Linked DNA regions of Mus musculus: region 2 is linked to region 1. Evidence: chromatin contacts called from public HiChIP or PLAC-seq data. All regions are on one chromosome and are shown on one strand. Each heading gives the region's core, a stretch centred on a gene start, on an enhancer-like site or on the middle of the called end of the contact. The rest is flanking DNA. Distances are from core to core; before and after follow the strand shown.

The links. HiChIP or PLAC-seq counts read pairs in DNA pulled down with a chosen protein or histone mark.
Region 2: an H3K27ac HiChIP or PLAC-seq map of embryonic stem cells shows a contact between it and region 1, with 3 times the contacts expected there. The contact joins two enhancer-like sites. A contact is called at or near these places in 2 of 115 datasets of contacts at active chromatin or transcription factors (both in embryonic stem cells).

The regions. Positions count from the first base shown.
Region 1 is chr8:116,672,637-116,675,609 of GRCm38.p6, reverse strand. All of the region lies in intron 1 of Cdyl2 (chromodomain protein, Y chromosome-like 2), which reads left to right. Among named protein-coding and RNA genes, the nearest start is that of Cdyl2, 59 kb to the left of the region's middle. Within about 2 kb of position 1,454, at least 40 of the 459 cell types and tissues checked have an H3K27ac peak or open chromatin away from gene starts, as enhancers often do. A contact at or near this core is called in embryonic stem cells, where this site is marked.
Region 2 is chr8:117,240,642-117,243,625 of GRCm38.p6, reverse strand. No RefSeq gene overlaps it. Among named protein-coding and RNA genes, the nearest start is that of Cmip, 15 kb to the left of the region's middle. Within about 2 kb of position 1,600, at least 40 of the 459 cell types and tissues checked have an H3K27ac peak or open chromatin away from gene starts, as enhancers often do. A contact at or near this core is called in embryonic stem cells, where this site is marked.

The DNA of each region.
Region 1 (2,973 bases), core at 205-2,704:
CGAAGTTTGAAGTTGAGTTTGAGAAAATTAACATGTTTATAGTAATGAACTTCCCGTCCACAAATATAGAATCATCTCCATTTGGTATAAATGGCGTTTTAAAATATGTTGCCGTTTTGCACATTTCTTCGTTGAATCCTGCACTGCTTTTCCCCACTTTGGTTAAATTTCATTTCCAGGCATTTTATATTTTTTGCTGCTTCTCTAAATAGGGTATTTTTCCTACCATATTTTCTAAGCAGTTACTGCTGGTTGTTGATAAGGTTCTTTTTGTGGTTGTTATTTATTTATTTTTTTTGTTATTTTTTGGTAACCAGACAGATTTCTGAAGTTGCTTCTTTAATCTCTGTCTTTCTTAGTCTCTTAATAAACGAGATGTACAATTGGATAGTAAAGTCCTATTTTTGACTCTTTCATAGACATTAATTGATATAGTTATTTCCTTTTTCTCAGTTGCCCTGCTTAGAGGTTATAAGACAGTATTAAATGTCCTCCAGTCATGATGGTGGGGCTTCACAAACGGTATAGCCATGATGGGGAGGCAGGGCTTCTCCTTTGCCTCTCTCTGTCCCCCCAATTAGATGTTGACTCCCCACTCTCTACTCCTGCAGAAGGGAAAGCTACACAGTGGAGATGGACCTCTGGTGGACCATGGGCCATGAGATGGGCTTGTGGTGGGGAACAAGGGGGCCAGTGCAGCCTCCGGCTTTGTTACGTCTTGGTAGTGTCTGTCCCTCCATGGACCATAACTTAGGATGTCAGCCAGGATCCTTGTGAGCTTTGCTTCTGCCTAGTTCAGTCTATCTTGCCCTCCCTCCTCCTTCCTTCCCTCCCTCCCCCCCCCCCTTTCTTTTTTAAAGATATCCTTTCTTATGTCCCAGACTGACCTTCAACTTTGAATTCATTAAGTGGCTGGCGGTAAACCAAGAACTTCTGATCTTACGCCTCCACTTCCCCAACACTGGGATTATGGGTGTGCCCCATCAGACCAGGTTTAGGTGGTGCTAGGACTGGAATCTGGGACTTCCCTAATGCTAGCTCAACATCCTCCCAACCGAGTGACAGCCTCAGCTCTCACTGCTTGCCTTTTCCTAGATTTTCTGAGCACTTCATGAGCCTTCTCCTCACACGTCTTCCCTACCTCCTACACCATTTACCCCAGAAACCCACCCATGGGAGACCTGACAATGAAGGGAACTGCATCCTTGGATCCTGAAGGTCACTGTGTCTCCATTATGTCCCTGACTGCCTGGGCTGCCCTGCCCTGCCCTGCCCTGCCCTGCCCTGATGGCTGAGCCTAAATCTGCATTTCTGGTAACCGTATAGACAGAGGTCACAGGTGTGGGGCCGGGGTGAGGTGGGGCTCTTCTCTGTCAGAAGTCAGAGTTCTATGGCTCAGTGAGTCACTCTGCTCCCACCCCCTGAGCTCTGAGCTGGCTTGTTTCAGGGTTGGTGTGGGTGGCGGTGTGGCTGGCAGGTTGTGGGTGAGGCCAGCCCACCCCAGAAGGTAGTGATGAGCCGAGTGCTGCCACGAGCCTGCTAGCACCAGGCTATGCCTTGTACCTGTCCTGCAGGGACTCTGGCTCTTGCTCTCCGTTTTTTTTCCCTGTGAAATCATTTCCCTTCTCTCCCTTCAAGCCTTTGGATCCTTCCAGTCTGTCTATTTTAATTGTGATCAAGTTCACTGCAATTTGTCATCTTAAGCAATTTTAAGAGCAGAGCTAGAGGCAGGAAGAACGTTCACGGTGACGGATAGCTCTCACCTGTGGCCCATCCAGGTAGCTCTTTTCATGCAAAGTTGAGACTGTCAATGAAAATCATGCCCCATTCTCCTGCCTCAGCCCCTGGAAGTGATTGTTCTAGTCTCTGTCTAAGAATGTCACTACTCCAGACAGTTCATGGAAGTAGAATCCTGTAGGAGTCTGGAAACTGGCTTTCTTCCCTCAGGACACCGTCCTCAGGGTTCATTCACGCCACAAGTATCAGTACTTCCTCTCTTTGGAAGCGGAGTAACGCCCCGGATATGCACATTCACTATGCACATTCAAATTTCATTTGTTGCTTTGAGGAAAATGCTCTGATCACCTGGGGGTACTTGCTTAACAACCACATAAAAAAACAAAAACCAACCAACCAAACAAACAAACAAACAAAAAAAAAACCAAAAAACAACAAAGCTATTTTCCCAGCCTGCCAACTTTAACTTTTGAATAAACATTACTGTTATTTTTATTATTCGCATACCTACAATCACTGGACCAAAACATTCAACATAATTTCCCATTCAAAGGGGAATTAAATAGAGAGACTATCTTGTGTGTTGTATGGATACATCCACCTGTCAATTAAAAGCCTAGCTGACCTATGGCTTAGCCAGGAGGTAGAAGGTGGGATATCCGGGAGGAGAAAGAATTCTGGGATAGAGGCAGGCGAGGAGATTTCCTTCCTGGGGAGATGGGACAAGACAGATGCCCAGTACCTGAACACAGGTAACTAATCACGTAGCAGAATGCAGGTCAGAATAAATGGGTTATTTTAAGTTATATCAATTCAGGGAAGAGCCTAGCTCTATGGCCAGGGTGTCTGTAAATATATTGTGAGTCTGAGTCTTATTTCTGGGAGCATGGGGCTGGGAGGAAAATCCTGGCCTAACCTCAACATAAGCCAATGTGGATTTTTTTTTCCTTTTTGAAGTATTTATTTGTCTTATGTTTATTTGTGTGTTTTGGGGGAGTGGGACGTGTTCCATGGTACCAGTGTGGAAGTCTGAGCAAAAGGCATGAGGGTCCCGGGAGTCAGACTCACGTCACTAGGCTTAGTTAGCAAGCACCGTTCTCCACTGACATTTTCTGACCAGTCACTTAAACAAACAAACAAACAAACAAAACCCGTCTTATTAAATGTAAGCAGCCATAGCCACGGCCATTTTAGGACATTTTCCGTCATCAAAAAGAGCCATCACGAACCTCTCCC
Region 2 (2,984 bases), core at 351-2,850, 570 kb before region 1:
CTCTGGCCATGGATACAATGTGAGCTGGGCTGCACACTTCTGTCCCCACACCCTTCTGCCTTGGCCAGCTGTCCTCTCCAACTGTGAGCCATGATAAACTCCTCCTTAAGCTTCTTTGGTTACTTTGTCTCAGCAACAGGAAGCAAGAGGAAAAGTGGCTAGTACACAGGGTCCCCAGGGTGGCAGCAAACTTAACATCTATCTTCTTCCATCTCTCAAGTGCAGAAGTAGGCCACCACCTTTGCCATGTTGTTAGTAGAACTAACTCAGACTGGCATAGTACTTACTGTGTACCTGGCAGTTCTGTAAACGATTTGCATATATTTGCTTATTAATTAAATCAAGTAATTAATCCCTACAAACTCAATGAAAAGTATGACCATTGTACAGATGAGGAAACTGAGGCAAAAAAAAAAAGGCTAAACAGCTTGAATAGGACCAAACTGGTTTCAGACCCATTCTCATAAGGACCACATCTGCTTGTCTTATTTTAACTCCAGTCTTTCACTTCTAATTTGTTTTTCTTTTATTAAAGAGTTATTTTCTTTTTTTGTTGTTGTTTTTGTTTTTTCTTTCTTTTCTTTTCTTTTCTTTCTTTCTTCCCCCCTCCCACCCCCCCCCAAGACAGGGTTTCTCTGTAGCCCTGGCTATCCTGGAACTCACTTTGTAGACCAGGCAGGCCTCGAACTCAGAAATCCACCTGCCTCTGCCTCCCAAGTGCTGGGATTAATGGCGTGCGCCACCACGCCCAGCTGAGTTATTTTCTTTTAATGTATCATTTGTTTTTATTTTATGTGCATTGCTGTTTTGCCTGTACATATATCTGGGTGAGGGTGTCAGAAGACCTAGAAGTCGAATTATAGACAGTTCTGAGCCCTCCTGTAGGTGCTGGAAATGGAACCTGGGTTTCTGGAAGAGCAGCCAAAGTGTGCTCTTAACGGCTGAGACATCTCTTCAGGCTTGAAATGAATTTTTTTTTTTAAATGATCAAAAGGACTGACTTGGGCTGCAGCTTGGTTGGGAGAGTGCTTGCGCAGCACAAGTGAGGTCTGGGGCTCAGTCTCTAGCACAGAATAAACAGGGCATGGAGGGAGGCTTCAACATCTGTCATTTTAGCACTTGGGAGGCAGAGACAGGATGATCAGGAGTTCAGGGCCATCCTTGGTTTCCATAGTGACATTGAGGTCACCCTGGACTACAGTGAGTCCTTGTCTCAAAAAATTAAAACGATTAAAATAAATGTTTTGTTTTGTTTTTTTTAAATCGTGAAGATGGTGAAAGAATTTGAGATCTGACATTTCACAGCCGAGAATGGAAAAAGCACTCGATAAAAGCCCTCGATTTTGTTGCCCATCCTTGCGGTTTTTGTTTTTGTTTTTGTTTTTGTTTTTGCATTTAGACCAGGAATTGAGGAAAAGGCTGGGCTACTCACTTGAAGCCTGGCCACACATAATTTGGCTTCAGATCACCGGGACCACCTGGGGTCAATGTGCATCAAGAGACAAATAAAGAGGTCACAGCGCTGTAGCTTAGCTGGTAGCCTTGAATGCACAAAGCCCCAGCCAGCACTGCTTGCCTGCCTGTAATCCCAGCACTCAGGAGGCAGAAGCACAAGGGTCAGGAGTTCAAGGTTATCCTGGGGTGTGTGAGATCCCGCATCAGAGGAGAGGTGGGGAGATATGAGGGGGTGGGGTGGGGGCTGCACATGTGATTCTTAGAGATAGATACAATGAGAAGAATTCCAAAACTCCAGGCTCTGAGGGAGAATTCTGCCTAGGGCAGGACCACACACCCATCTTCTCTCTATCCCTTGCTCACTCTCTTCAAGTCTGGGCTGGCCGCTTGCTTTGGACAGTCAGGTCTGCTTCCCCACCGTCCCCCCACCCCCACCCCCATCCCCCTACCCCGACAAAGCTGGTCCCCACATCCAAGCATCCGGGTAAGAAACTGGATACACCTGCTCATCCACCCATTCAGACCCCTGAGACTTAGGTCACTTGGCTCAAAGAAGGCCAAGTCTCTGCCCCCCTCCCCCAGCCTCCTCCTGGCCACCCCCTGCCCCTAGAGCTTCTCATTGTTCCCCTAACAGAGGACTTTGCACTCAGATGTGAGGGTACCCTACACCACAGAAACCCCTTGTTACAGAGACTACAAGCTTGACATCAAGGTGCCTGGCATAATTCCTTCCCTGGAAGAGGCCTCTGCTGCCAATCTGCCAATGCTTGGCGTGACTTGGCTGGTACACACACAGACACCTCACCCCATCTCTGCCTCCACAGTCAAGGCATCCTCCCTGGGTGTCTTGTGTCCCGGCTTCCCCTTTTTATAAAGATGCTTCCCCACCCAGCATGACTTCATCTTGACTTATGACATCTACAGCAACCCACTTCCAAATAAGGTCAAATTCAGAGGTGCTGGGGGTTATGTCTTCTAGGGATGGGCACGGTTCAATGGGAAGCAGAGCCCAATCCCCTGAGCTATTTCCCAGGCTGAGGGACCTTGCTCCTGGATGTTCTCTGCATAGACCAAGTCTTCCTTACTCTCCTCAGCCTCATTGTAGAACACTCACTGGACATACTCATGACTTCCTAGACTCATGAGGAAGAAGGTGACTCAATTTCTCCATCAGTACTAGAAGGGTTTATCCAGGGCTGTCAAGACGGCTCAGTGGGTGAGACTGACTTCTCTTCCGAAGGCCAACCACCTGTAATGAGATCTGACACCCTCTTCTGGCACATCTGAAGTCAGCTACAGTGTACTTATGTATAATAATAAATAAATCTTTGGGCCGGAGCGAGCAGGGACTGAGCAAGTGGGGTTGACCGGAGCAAGCAGAGGTCCTAAATCAATTCCCAACAACCACATGAAGGCTCACAACCATCTGCACAGGCACAGTGTACTTACATACATAAAATAAATAAATAAATAAATCTTTAGAAGGGTTTATCCCGATGGACAGCCACTGACTGTAGTCTTCACCATGC